3 separate regions of the Sus scrofa genome follow, and all the other regions are linked to region 3. A link is a contact called in public Hi-C and HiChIP or PLAC-seq data. All regions are on one chromosome and are shown on one strand. Each heading gives the region's core, a stretch centred on a gene start, on an enhancer-like site or on the middle of the called end of the contact. The rest is flanking DNA. Distances are from core to core; before and after follow the strand shown.

Region 1 (4,632 bases), core at 1,770-4,269, 40 kb after region 3:
TCGAACCAGCGCCACAGCAGCAACCCGAGCCTGTTGTGCCACAAGGGAAGTCCTGGCTCTGGTCTTAAATGACCTCAGGACCTTTATGCTTGCTATTCTCTCCCTGCCTGGACATCCTTCCTACATCGGGCTTCTCAGTTTGTTTACTTTTGTTTCTCAGAGCCACACCTGTGGCATGTGGAAGTTCCCAGGCTAGGGGTCAAATAGGAGCTGCATTTGTGCCTCAGCCACAGCAATGCAGGATGTGAGCCATGTCTGTGACCCACGCCACAGCTCATGGGGATGCCAGATCCTTAACTCACTGAGCGAGGCCTGGGATCCAAGCCTAAATCCTCATGGATACTAGTGGGGTTGGTAACCCGCGGAGCTACAACAGAAACTCCTGGCTTCTCGGTTTAAATGTTAACTCCTCGGAAGTTCCCTTGTGGCACAGCAAGTTAAGGATCCGGCGTTGTCACTGCAGCAGCTCGGGCCGCCACTGTGCTGCAGGTTTGATCCCTGGTCCAGGAATTTCCATGTGCCATGGGCATGGCCAAAATCAGAAAGAATAAAAATAAATTAATTAATTTAAAAAAAAAACAGGGAGAGTAATTCCCAACTCTGAGGTCTGAGTGAGGACTACGCAGTGACAGCCATGGGCCTCTGTGTCCCCATCCCCAGGGGTCTGCCTGGAAGCGAGATGTGCTCCAAGTTCTGGCTGAGGTCAGAGGGGCTGGACTTGAGGCCGTATGTCAACTTATTCCCTGAACCCCCCACAAGCCTCCTGAGAAAGGATCGGTTGCCCTTCACATGCGTCTCTCTCCTCTTTCCTCCTCCCCGGCCCATCCTCACCAGCATCTCCAGTGTTGGAGGGGTTTCCCTGGGGTGGGCCTGGGGCATTCATCCTTGGAGGTCAGTGGGAGCTGCTTCAAGGACAGCTCAGCGTTACCTGCCCATCCCCAGCCCCTCCTAGGGGTTCCACGAGTCACTCGGAGGAACTCGTGGTGGAGACAGGAACAGCCGTCAAAGAGCCCAATTTCTGGAGTTCCTGTCCTGGCTCAGTGGTTAATGGATCCGACTAGGAACCATGAGGTTTCGGGTTCGATCCCTGGCCTCACTCAGTGGGTTAACGATCCAGTGTTGCCGTGAGCTGTGGTGTAGGTCGCAGATGTGGCTCAGATCTCGCGTTGCTGTGGCTCCGGTGTAGGCCAGCATCTACAGCTCCAATTAGACCCCTATCCTGGGAACCTCCATATGCCGCGGGTGCAGCCCTAGAAAAGACAAAAAGACAAAAACAAACAAACAAAAAAACCCCGAAGAGCCCAATTTCTGAGTTTCCTGTTTGCTCTCTTGGTCTTTCCTTCAACCATCCTCGCCTTCAACCCCCTTCTCAAGTTCCTCCTTCCAAACCTTGTACCCTGAGCCCCAGTCTGGGCCAGGCCTTACCTGCATAGCCACTTTTCTGACTCGTCACCAACCCTGCTCTTCAGGACTCAATGAGGCAAGCCTAGAGCTGTCATCAAATGTATGACCTGGCTCCCCCGCTCCCCGTTTGCTGTGCAACAGTGGGCACATTCCTGCATCCCTCTGCCGGTAAAGCTTATGAATAATAGTTTCAACTCATTCATGCATTCAATGCATGATTTTTTTTTTTTTTTTTTTTTGGCCGCACCCATGGCATGCTGTAGTTCCTGGGCCAGGGAGCCAACCTGCGCCACAGCTGCAACCGGAGCCAAAACAGTGACAACCCCGAATCCTTAACCCACTGAGCCGCCAGGAAACACCTCAATGCGTGTTGATTGAACACTTATGTGCCAGTTATTCTTTCAAGCCTTGAGGATACATCGATGAACCAAATAGATGAAATTCCTCGTCCTCACAGAGCTTACCTTCCAGTGGGGGCAAGAGACAAAAGACACGATGAAGAAAAGAAGTAATCAGTGGAGACAGGTGCTAAGGAGAAAAGTTCAGCCGAGACAGTGAGTGGGGAGCCTGTGTTGGGGGGATTCACTTAGCAAACACTGGTTCACTGAATTCTAACAAGAATGATTCAGATGGGAAGTCTTGAGATCCAAGGAGGCTAAGTGACTTGTCCTAGGGCAGTTTGGAAAGCAGCGAGGTCAGAATTTGAACCCTGGTCAAATCTCTGCTCTCTTTAAAACGTGACCCTGGACAGACTGCATGTGCCCCTAAATCAGTGCGGTAAATGTATTATTTCTGTAACAATTCATGTCACAGTAATAAAAGAAACAAACGAAAAGAGCTCTAAGTACATATTATGTTACAGCTTTTATTGAGGAATGCAATAAACATACATATCACTTTCCTGTATAATTTTAATGGTTTGTGGGGGAGAGTTGAGAAAAGCATCTCGGTTTGCTGAATAGTTGAGTTTAGGGGAAAAACTGACCCAAGCACATGCCTCTCAAACTCCCTGATGAGGTCACCTCGGTTCTGCAAGGTGAATCGAGGTCGCTTGCGAAGGCAACGGCTGAGCAGAACCGGATTCGCCAGATTCCCTTTAACCCTCCAGGAGACAGGGAGGCTCCCGAGCACACCACGGGTCAGTTCCCCGGAAGGCCGCCAGGGGGCGACAGAAGGAAACGGACCCAGGTGAGCTCGTGACGTGCCCCGGGGCCTGGAAACTGCGGGGTGCATGAAATGATCTCAGAATGAATGCAGGAGATAGCACGGGGTTCGGGCTTTGCCACTTGTGTGACCTCAAACGATCCGGTTCATTGGTTTGTTGTGAGGAGTAAATAGAAAAATGTGTAAAAGTTCTCAAAGGAGTTCCCTGGTGGCTTAGCCGGCTAAGGATCCCCTGTTGTCACTGCTGTGGCGCAGGTTCAATACCTAGCCTGGGAATTTCCACATGCTTTGGACGCAGCCAAGGGGGAAAAAAAAAGTGCTTAAAACGATGCTTGGACAACTGTAAACACTCAATAAACTTTAACGGCCCAAGTAAGTCGTTGCCCTTTTAAGGCCCCGCCATGTTTACATCTAAGCGGAAATACCCGCTCAGGATTCCGGAAGTGACCTAAGAGCCCCTCAAAAAGATGGCGGTGGAACGTTCGGCCGGAAGCGGTCACAAGCGTTTTCGTGACGCGAAACGAATTAGAGCGTCCCGCGGGGTTTCCATGGTGCAGCTCTCAGCCCCGAGTCCTTCTGCTTCCTCTCCGGCCTGAGCGCTGTGGACGAGGAGGCCGGCAACCCGTTCCTCCCCCCGCAGTCGCCGCTTAGGGGAGGGGTTGGGCGAGCAAGTGACGCTCTAGGCGAGTAGTTCTCGTCTCTATGGTGCTGAATGCTCTCACGCTCCGCTCTCGCGCGTTGGGACGGACGTTGCCCCTTTAATCGGCCGAGGGCGGTGCCGAGGAGGTCCCGCGAGAGCGGCGGGGGGCGGGGGGCGGTGCCGAGGCTGGGGGCCCGTGGCGGATGGAGCCCGCGATGGAGCCGGAGACTCTGGAGGCGCGAATCAGTGAGTGTCCGGGAGGGGCGCGGGCCGGACCGGAACCGGAACCAGGGGCACTAGGCGGGCCCCTTCCCGACGGAGGCGGGGTACGGGGCGCCCCCTCCTCACGCCCCGCCCCCGGCCCGGGGAGGGACGGTGTCCCAAGCCGGTACCTCAGACTCTGGGTTGAATAGAGACCCCAGCAGGTGCGCGGACTGGCGACGCGAGCGGGCGCCGCCTACCCTTCCGATCCGAGGGCAGCGACCCCCAGGGAGGAGTGAGCTGCGCCCCTCTCTGTGCCCAGAACCTCCGGGATGGAGAAAGCAGCCTCCAACCCCCTCGGGCCCAGACTTCAACGCGGAACGGACGCCCTAGTCTTTCCAAGGAGCCCGGGATGGTAGCAAGCGAGCAGCCCCTGGGGCTGAACCTCAGACCCAAGAGGGAGGGATCCTGCTCCCCTGGAACCCCGAATCCTCCGCTTTCTGACGCTGCATGCGTGACTCGCTCCTATCCATTCCTTGAGCTTGCATCTCCGCTCAGATTTGCTCGTTCCCCCACCCAGGAAGGGAGGGTCCACTAACCCATGAGAGCCCCCGAGTTCTGGCCACATAGTGAGAAACCCCTAAACCCTACAGGTTTGAGTCCGGTCTCAGACTCCAGAAGTAATTTCAAGGTCTCTATCCCTGCCCTCAACCCAGCCCCTTGGCTTCTGCACCCTCACCAGACTCCTTTCCCAGCCCTCTCCTGGCTTCCTCCAAATGCCTCTGCATCCCCTCCTGTGTCTCTTCCTAATACCTGGCTTTCAGAGTATCAGCCGCTACACGGTCCACCTGACCTCCCTATCCCACACTACAGAAGCTTTTCAGCTCTCACAACCCCTCAAAGCATGGCTTGCTTCTCCCCGGGCTGGTGACAGCTCCCTCTCAAGTCTTTCTTCCTGTTGGGCCCACATCTGCCACAGGACCTCGGGGCAGCCTCTGCTCAGGTCTACCTTCAGTTCAGCCTCCTGGCCTCAGGCACACCAGGGAGCTGCCCAGGGTGTTGGGGGGCTATGATCAGCCCCTTTGAAGCCAGTCTTGTGCAGAGTTGAGTTCTGAGGTTGGTCCCAGAATCACACTGTCTCCAGCGGAGGGGGAGGGCCTGGAAAGGAAGCACTCAGCGGCCATCGAGACTGTTCTGGAACGCCACAAGTGTCCAGGTCACAG
Region 2 (4,837 bases), core at 528-3,027, 37 kb before region 3:
GGGTAAGGAATTCTCTGCAGGGGCGTCCGAGACTCTGGCACCCACTGGGGACCCACTTACCAAGGATCATGGAGCAGCGCTGGGCAGGCTCTTGGCCCGTGAGCAGCGTGAAGTGCTCGGGGTAGTAGAACTCCAGGGCTTCCAGGAAGGCCTCGTAGCCCCTCTTCCCTCGGCAGCGCAAAATGTCCATTAGGCGCCCTGGGGAGGGGGGGGTTGTCCCCAAAGGTTAAGATGAGGGCTCCCCCCAATGCCTAGCTTTCTTCCCTCTCCATCCCCCAATATTCCAGGGCCCACGTTGCCCAGATTTTTTTGAACCAGTGACACATACAGGGGCCTGTCTCAACACATCAGGGGAGAGCCCTCTGCCACAGCCAGGAGAGTCAGGCAGGACCCACCCCAGCCCCAGTGGCACCTGTGCTTCAACAACTCCTGCAGCCCCCGCCCCATGCACACAAAGATACAGGGCCAGCAAAGAGCCCAGCTCTTCAACAGCAGCCCCACCTACAAACACAAAGTCGAATACTTCCCTCGCTGGCCAATGCCTGAAATTCCACCATTAGACCCTCATTCCTTTGCCAGCTCTGGTTTAAAGGCAGAACCTCTGGAAGAGGACACCCTCAAAAGGCCGACATGAGTTTTGAGCCCTTGAAGAAAAATAACTCTCCAAGGAGTGTCTGGCGCACAGAAGGTGTGGGGGGGGGGCTTAGAGAGAACACGAGAGATCAAAGGACACAGGATAGATGCCAAGTCCACCAGCTGTGACCGCGAGGTCCCAAGCCCAGCCTGCACTGGCAACTACAGCCAACCCGTTGCTCTAAGGTGGGCCCAGGAAGTGGCAGAAAACTCCAGACGTGGTGCGGGCACCGCGGACACGCTGGGTCATAACGGTGGTTCTGGAGCTAGGATAGTGGGCACACCAACCCCCTCACCCGGCCGGTCCGCTCTGAACAAGGCCCCAGGGAAGGTGGGGCCCCGCCCGCTCAGGCCCGACCCCGCGCGCCCTGCACGGCTCACCGGTGCGGTTGACGCGGCACGGGAAGCGGTAGGTGCTCAGCACCTCTTCCTCGTCTTGCTCGTCGATGACCCGGCATTGGCGCAGATACGGCGTGAGCTTGGCCGGGTTGAGGGCGCGCGTCAGCCGGTGCCGGACGCCCTCGATCCGCTCCCACAGCGCGTCCTCCTCCGCCTCGGACCCTGAGCCGCCCCCGGCCTCCTCTTCGGTCTCCCCCGCCTCGGCCCCTCCTGGCATGGCCGCGTCCTCGGGGTCTGCGGGCCAGAGGCGCGCGGGGGTCAGCGCCGGCGCCCGGGGCGGGGTGCGCGGGCCGATCACAGCTCCGGGCGTCGCCTGCAGGACGAGCTGCCCGGCGCCGCCGGACCCCCCCTCCTGCGCCCCGTCCGCCGGGGCGGCTGCCCGGCCCCCCGCAGCCCCGGGACTCACCCCGCACTCCGCCGCCGCCTCGAACTCCCGGGTCGGCGCTCGGGCGGCGGCTCCGCCGGCGCAGCGGGGCGGGGTCCGCGGCGCCCCCAGCCCCGCCCCCGGCCCCGTGGCCGCCGGGACTGCCCGGGCCTCCGGACATCGCCGCCCCGGCCGGGCCAGCGTCCGGCCGCACAGCCACCCGCTCGTCCGCCCGCACGCCAGGCTCCCCGCCGTCCGGCCGCCGCGCGCCTCCCCCTGCTTCCTGTTTCCCGCCGGCTCTCCCTGCCGGGACTCGGCGGGGTCCAAGCGGCCCGCCCACACCTGCCCGGCCTCGGGACGGGGCGGAGCTGCGGGGCCACGCACGCTCACAGCCTCCCGCGCGCCGCCGCACACCTTTTCCCGCTCGCGCACGCGCGCGCGCACCGGGCACGCGGCATTGGCCCCCGAGCCCCCAGCGCGCACTCGGTGTCTGGCCGGCCGCTGGCACATGGCACCTGGCACCGACCTTGGCCTGCAGCTGGCAGGCGGCCACAAGGCGCACACGAAACATCAGCACGGGCGCGGCACACTGATCACACTGGCACACAGTATCACACCAGGCAGCACACACGTCGCACCGGCACACGCATCACACCAGCACACGGTACTCATTGTTCAGAGGTCCCACACAACCTACACAGCACACCAACCCTGTGCAGGTGCCGCACACCCGATCACAATCCTACCTGCTAGGTCTCTCAGGAAGTGACCATGCAGTGTGGGGCAGGGCTCCCACGCTTTCGAGAACAATCCCCAGGGACCAGAGCCCTTCTAGGGCCCAGCCGAGCTGTGGGCCTATTGAGGCCCTTGATGTGAGAGCACTGCCTGGGAGCAGGAGATCTTGATCCCAGAGGGCCTCTGACCTGCTCCAGACCTGGGGTGGGGGGGGGCGCTTGCCCTCTCTGCCTCAGTGTCCCCATATGGGCTACCAGCTCTGGCCCCTTTCCCAAAGCTAAAGAGCAGCCGCCGGCTGGGCAGAAAAAGACAGAGGTTATGGCTGCCTTCTCCGAGATGAGAGTCTGATCTCTCAGGGCACCACCGCCAGCTCCCCTCCTGTATAAAGTCTCATTTTAGAACATGAAGACCAGGAACCCGTGTTCCAAAGGTTGTTCCTCTAAACACTGGACCCAGAAATGCCTGGGAGTGGTTCTGTGGTCCAAGTGTGAGAAATGCTGCATCCATGCTCCACCCTCCCGCCTTGGGAAACTTGTGGTCACTGACCACTATAAAACGGACACCCATATCTGCTGGCACATATGATACCATCTCTCCATGCAGTAGAAACTGCCAGTGGGGCCCTGCTGCAAGTGAAGAGCAGAGGGGCAGAGCCGGCACAGGAAAGAGGGAGGTGTGAGCTCCCCAAGCTCCTTCTGCACCGTCTGAATTACATGCCATGTGCATTCGTGTTACGTATCCAAAGAAAGAAAAGTTTTCAACCAAGGAAGTCCCTGAAAAGCCCTGCAGTAGAGAAGCTGGTTTAATTTTATATATCGTAGTGCCCTTTCCCAAACTGAATTAACCATTTCTTGTGTGTTTGTTTTGCTTTGGAGATCATCTGTTTACATCAGGGGGAAATGCTTTGGAAGTACTGAATTCTGGTGCAAATTCCTCAGTTCACAGAGGGGGAACCAGAGGCCCAATAGGGCAAGGAACTTGCCCTAATTTGCACAACGAGGAAGCAGTGGGACCAGGCCAGGGCCCAGCCCCTGGCCCATCTTTCTCCTCACCCAGACTCTGAGCCCGGGCACATGGCAGGCCTACCTCCCAACAGCCCCGGTTGCCCTTGGCCTCCTGTGCTCCTCCCACCAGCAGATCTATTCATTGTGAATACTTTGAACTTGGCCAGGAGAATGAGATGAAGGCCACAGAAAATGCTCCTGTGGTTAATTATTTTCTCATCGAGAAGCCAAAGCTGGGCCTGGAGATAAGGCACAGACAGCAAGCGGCCGGCAGTAAGTAGACAGAGAAGTCTCACTGGGGGGCAGGCTCACCTAGTCACATGCAGTTACACACACACACACACACTCGCCCACAGTGGGCATCCAGCCAGGTGGGAGACAAGTGGGGATACACCCACCTCCCCGCAAAGCAGAGCCCCTGGTTCATCTCCTGTCCCTGGGCATCCTGTCACCCAGAGCAAACACGTGCAATAAAGCATCACCTGCACGAGTGTCCTTTTGCGGGTTCTGCTGCATTCATCCTCTCTCTACAGTCATGCCAGGCAGGCAGGAACTGCAGCAGGGAGAGAGGGGCTAGACCTCAGGGGCCCCGGGTCTTCACCCAGGCTCACTGGCACGAATGCTCTTCTTCTAAGCCTCAATTTCCTTGTCTGCAAAAGGCAGGGGGTGAGTCATTCCAGCCACACCTGGAGGAAGACTGTCTAGGAGTAGAGAAAGTGCCTTAGGGCCTGCATTTGACTTTACTTGGGTCTCTGGACACATTCCTTCCCCTCTGGATTTCCACATCTGTAAAATGGGTGTAATGATTCCCTTGGGCAGAGACTGCCTCAGAGCTACGGTTCCGTCCTTTGTCAAGTGGTCACTGGGCAGTCAGGCCTCTTCCAGCTTCATAGCAAAGCATGTCCCCGAATCACAAACCAATCCCTGTTTTGTCGCCTGCTCCTGTTCCAAAACAGAAATGTCCTGGTCAGCAGGAGTGGGCTGGGATGTTCCAGAACAGGGCGGATGAAGAGTGGAGGAGGACAGGAGACTGGAGAAGGCATGGGGGCAGGGGAAGGAGTCAGAGCAGAAGGCATCCAGGTCACGGTCAAGGCGTTCCCTTTCATCAGCAGTAATACAACGGGCCCTTGAACAACATGGGTTTGAGCTGCATGGTCCATTTACATGTAGATTTTTTTTCCTATAAATATGTGCCATATGATCCTTGATTGGTCAAATCCAAAGATGCAGGACTTGGGGTACAGAAGGCCGACTGTAAAGTTTTAAGTAGATTTTTTTCAACGGCCCGGGGTTCAGTGCCCCCACCTCCACATCGTTCAAGGGTCAACTGTCCTGGATTATTATTGTCTCCCCAAAACCAGCCTCAGAACCCTCAGAGGCAGGCATCCACTTGCTCATTCACTCCTTCAGGAAGGCCTGTGCCCCCGGCACCTTCTCTGTTCCCCTTCAGCAGCCTCTGCATTCCAGGAACTGGAGCCTTGAGCTCTCTCCTGCTAGACTGGGAATGTGGGGGCTCCCCCACCCCAGCCCCCAGACCGATGTCACCTTGGCTGGCCATCTCTTGGCCAAGAGTAGGGTCTGGGTCACATTGGTGGGTATGCTGCAGTGCCCAGCACAGGACCTGACAGCACCCAGCACCGATCCCGGCACAGGACCTGACAGCACCCAGCACAGGTCCTGGCACAGGACCTGACAGCACCCA
Region 3 (4,494 bases), core at 1,495-3,994:
AAAAAAAGGAAGAAGAAGAAGATGGAGGGTAGGTATGACAGGTTGTAACCTTCTCAGGCCTCTCTCTGGGGCTCGCAGCAAATAGTAAGTACCTGAAAGCAGCAAATTTCTGTGCTGGTATTATATATCCATTTTACAGACAAGAAACCTGAGGCTCAAAGAGGCCAAGTGCCTTGCCCGTGGTCACACAAAGGCCAGGAAGCCAAGGAGTCAAGATTCCAGTTCAGGGCCTCTGAGGTCATACCAAACTCCTTCCTTAGCCAGCTGCTCTGGGGACCCTCTGGCTAGAGTGATGTGTAATTTATTGTCTCACCCGGTAACTTTTGAGAGTAAAAGGAAGTGCTATTAATAATAGCAGGTTAGGGAGTTCCCGTCGTGGCGCAGTGGTTAATGAATCTGACTAGGAACCATGAGGTTTCGGGTTCGATCCCTGCCCTTGCTCAGTGGGTTAACGGTCTCGTGTTGCTGTGAGCTGTGGTGTAGGTCGCGGACACGGCTTGGATCCCTCCTTGCTGTGGCTGTGGTGCAGGCTGGCAGCTACAGCTCCAATTAGACCCCTAGCCTGGGAACCTCCATATGCCATGGAAGCGGCCCAAGAAACGGCAAAAAAAAAAGACAAAAAAAAAAAAAAAAAACAGTTAAAAAAATAGTAATAATAATAGCAGGTTAACGAACCTGACTGGGATCCATGAGGATACGGGTTCAATCCCCAGCCTCGCTCAGTGGGTTAAGGATCCAGCATTGCCCTAAGCTGTGGTGTAGGTCACAAACACAGCTCAGATTCTGAGTTGCCGTGGCTGTGGCGTAGGCCGGCAGCTACAGCTCCGATTCGACCCCTAGCCTGGGAACCTCCATATGCAGTGAGAGCGGCCCAAGAAATGGTAAAAAGCCAAAAAAAAAAAAGAAGCCAACATAGTGTCCGTGAGGTTGCAGGTTCAATCCCTGGCCTCTCTCAGTGGATTAGGGATCCAGCGTTGCCGTGAGCTGTGGCATAGGATCCAGCGTGGCTGTGGCTGTGGCTGTGGTGTAGGCCGGTGGCTGAAGCTCTTATTTGGCCCCTAGCCTGGGAACCTCCATTGCCACCTTAAAAAGAAAAAAATAATAATTATGGTGGGACAGTAGGCGTCATTTGGGACTCTCCTGGGCAAACTGGAAAGTCTGGCCATCCTGCCACAGTTGGAGGCTTTGGGAAAATCACTTTGCTTCTCTGCAAAATGGACATGATGGCAGTACTGTCCCTACAGGCATCGCATGAGGATTAACTCTGATGCTGCCTGTGCGGGGCTACAGGACTGGGTGTGCATTAGGCGCTCAATAAATGCTGGTTATTACTACTGCTATTAATGATAACAACCATGCAGTACTAATCCCCCCTCCATCGCTTCCTTCCCAGCCATTCTTGGCTCACAGCAAGAGCTTCCAAAGGCACACCTGATCACACTGCTTGCTGGCTTGGTGACGCGGGACATGTGGCCCAAGGTTAAGTCCCGACACCTGGCCCAGCCCTCTCTCAGCCCTTGACGGTGCCCCCCATCTGGGCCTCTCAGGGGCAGCCCCCCTCTCCCCATGCTCTTCAGCAAGCCTCTAGCATGTTCCTAATTCTCCCTCCCTGCCCCCGCCAGTCCCGGGAGCAAAGCACTTCCAAGCCTGACCCCAGGGAAAGAGTTCTGACTGACTGGAGTTTTGACTGGAGTCGTGGTGCTACTGCTGTGCCACTTGGGCAGGTGCTGGAATTCTTTCTTGGCTGCCCCGCAGCATGTGGAGTTTCTGGGCCAGGGAGCAGATGTGAGCCACAGTTATGACCTATACCAAAGCTGTGGCACCTATGGATCCTTAACCCACTGTGCCGGGCAGGGGATCGAACCCGTGTCCCAGCGCTCCAGAAACGCCACTGATCCCGCAGCGGGAACTCCAGTGCTGGGATTCCTCATGCTTCAGTTTCGCCATCTGTCCATCTGGGGGAGTAACCCCCTCGGTGGCCAACGTGAGGACCCCAGGAGCCACTGAAAGAGGTGCAGCACCCTGTGAACAGCAAAACCTCCCTTTTCCACGTGTGTGTAAATATGGCTCCTCCCTGCACTCCTTGGCGCCAAGGCTCGGCTGGGGCTCTCTCTGCCCGTCCCTTGCCTAGGTGACCTCTACAACTCAACTCACCTCTTCTAGGACACCTCGCTGAGCTCCATCCCTCCCCTGCAGGCTGTGTTAGGGGTCTCTCTGTTGAAGGTCACCCCCCCACACACCCCCCACTGGTCTTCCCGCCTGTCCTTCAGGGGCCCCAAGTCCAAGGGGAGCATCAGAGGAGGTCAGAACAGCATGAGGCAGAGATGAGAGATCCATCTGCCCTCCGCGAGGATGGTGCAGGGGCCTGCGCCTGGCCGATTCCCTGTCCCTCATGGGTGGGGTTGAGGGGTGTTCAGCAAAGCTTTGGGAACCCATCCACCTGAGCTGTGACCTCATGGACTAGCTCAACAAGCCTCCTAGGTGCTGACACAGCAGAGAACACTTAACAACATACCATCCGATGCCTACTGTCATTATCCCATTGTACAGATGGGAAAGCAGAGGTGCAGAAAGGATAAGTAGCAATGGAGACAGGATAGGAAGCAGGGCTGTTAGGGTCTAAGGTCCACAGCCCTGAGCACGACACCACACCACTCCACCAGTGGCTTGCGCCCCAGTATGACTTAAGTCTATGTCCTGGCCCCCGCAGGACCTGTGCTGGAGTGAAAGGCATGGGGGTTGGGAGAAACGGAGTGGGCATCCAATTTGTAGAACTCAAGGTCTAAGGCGGTCTCTACCATGCACGGCCTCGGAGATCCGGCTTCCGGATTCCTCAACGTCCCGCAGGGAGCGCCTGGAGTGCCCAGCAGCGAGAGTTAGCAGGTCAGGACGCAGCAAGGCCACGCAGGGAGAGGGTTTGGGAGACGGGGACCCGAGTCAACTCGTCCTGGCGACCCGCACGTTCTCTAGCACCCCCTGCCCCGGGCAGCGGGCAAGAGCCGGACCTGGCGCCCCCGCCGCTCCCCCTCCAGCTCTTGCCACTGCCACTCGGGCGGCGTGATCGGTGCCCGGGACGGGGGCCCGGCCCCGCCCGCAGGCGGGAGGAGAGAGGCGGGAGGAGGGAGCGCGCCCACACCCCGCCCCCGCCCCGGGAGGCAGCCGGCGGAGCCCGCGGCCAGGGCGGCGCAGACCGGCCCAGCCACTCGCCAGGGCTGCGCGCCGGGACGCGCCACCGCCACCGCCGCCGCCGCCGCCGCCGCCGCGTCCGCCCTTCAGCCCCCGCTCCCGGGGCTCGAGAAGGTAACCGCGAGCTGCCCCCCGGGTCGTCGAACCCGAAGTGGGCGTGGACGCCCGCCAGGACTTGGCACCCCTCTAGGCTCTCCGGGCCTGGGCAGGGAAGAGAGGCCAGCCTGCCAAAGGCGCCCGGGGTGCCAACAGGCCTGCCCGGAGCGGCGCGGGGACGCTCCAAATTTTCGGGTTGTTTTGCAATGTCCCAGGCGAGCGGAGGGGGGCAGAGAATTGGGAGGTAAAGCGGCGCGCGGGAGGAGGGGGCGAGCCGAGGGCCGTCTGCGCTCCTTCCTGCCCTGGGAAAGGAAGGGAAGGAACGAGGAGGGGGCTCGGTGTCGTCGGAATGTCGGGCCCCTTGGCGAGGCCGGCGCGGAGAGCGGGAAGTTGGGGGAACCGCTGGGGAGATGGACCAGGCACCCAGCCCCCTCCCCAGCCGCCGCATTCCAGGCCGGAGCGGCGGATGAGGTCATCCCGTCCAGTTCCCCTCCGGCCAAGGCAGACGGCTGCCCCCTTCCCCGCGGAGCGACCCTCCACATTCTAACCCCGTACCTCCCAGAGGGAGTGCTTCCGAGCTAGTCTCTCGGATTTCCAGTCCCGACGGCCCTCGAGCTTGTTCTCGTCTTGCGGAGCCACGGGAGAGTCAAGAGGTTTAAGCCCATTTTCTGGATCGGGACACTGAGGCTCAGAGGGGCCAAGGGACTGGCCGGGACACCACAGCGAGGGGAGGGGGCATGGAGGGACGCGGTGCAGGGACCGGAACCCAGGCCTGGGGGAGACTCAGCCGAAGCCAAGTCAGCCTCGCAGAGTCAGAGGCTGATTTGGCTCCAACTCGAGGTGTTGAGGAAAAAGCATCTCCCCCCGCCTCCCCGTTTCTCCCCTGTGGCCCACGGCGCTCCCTCCCACTCTCCCCCTTGAAGTCCTGAGAACCGGGTCTCTGCTGCCACTGCAGACAGCTTGCTACCCTTTCTGGCCTCCGTGTTCCCATCTCGAAGGGGCTGGACTCGAAGGGCATGAGAAGGCAGCCCCCAGGGAGTGAACCCCTAAAAAGAGGTCAGAGCGGTCCTAACCGAGACACGTCCCTCTGTCCAGCGGTAGGGGTGGTGTTAAAACCCAGCCGGACGCTTGCGGAACGGGGCTCTGGGCAGCGAGTGGCCTCCAGGATGAGAGCTGGTGCTGCTAATCGGTGACCCCTAGGTGAGGGCTAGG

The links. A called contact is a pair of places that touch in the nucleus more often than the background predicts. HiChIP or PLAC-seq counts read pairs in DNA pulled down with a chosen protein or histone mark.
Region 1: an H3K27ac HiChIP or PLAC-seq map of skeletal muscle shows a contact between it and region 3. The contact joins the promoter of GGA1 here to the promoter of CDC42EP1 in region 3. A contact is called at or near these places in 2 of 5 promoter capture datasets (both in liver), 10 of 47 Hi-C or Micro-C datasets (alveolar macrophages, embryonic fibroblasts, epiblast stem cells and 5 more) and 1 of 2 datasets of contacts at active chromatin or transcription factors (skeletal muscle).
Region 2: a Hi-C map of liver shows a contact between it and region 3, with 5 times the contacts expected there. The contact joins the promoter of CARD10 here to the promoter of CDC42EP1 in region 3. A contact is called at or near these places in 3 of 47 Hi-C or Micro-C datasets (liver and skeletal muscle) and 1 of 2 datasets of contacts at active chromatin or transcription factors (skeletal muscle).

Annotation. Positions count from the first base shown.
Region 1 is chr5:10,212,217-10,216,848 of Sscrofa11.1, reverse strand. GGA1 (ADP-ribosylation factor-binding protein GGA1) reads left to right here and starts at 3,019. Exons shown (of 19, transcript XM_021091505.1): 1 at 3,019-3,454. The coding sequence starts at 3,412.
Region 2 is chr5:10,287,637-10,292,473 of Sscrofa11.1, reverse strand. CARD10 (caspase recruitment domain-containing protein 10) reads right to left here and starts at 1,777. Exons shown (of 21, transcript XM_021091509.1): 1 at 1,439-1,777; 2 at 1,015-1,266; 3 at 61-198. The coding sequence starts at 1,577.
Region 3 is chr5:10,251,680-10,256,173 of Sscrofa11.1, reverse strand. CDC42EP1 (cdc42 effector protein 1) reads left to right here and starts at 2,744. Exons shown (of 3, transcript XM_013997533.2): 1 at 2,744-2,883.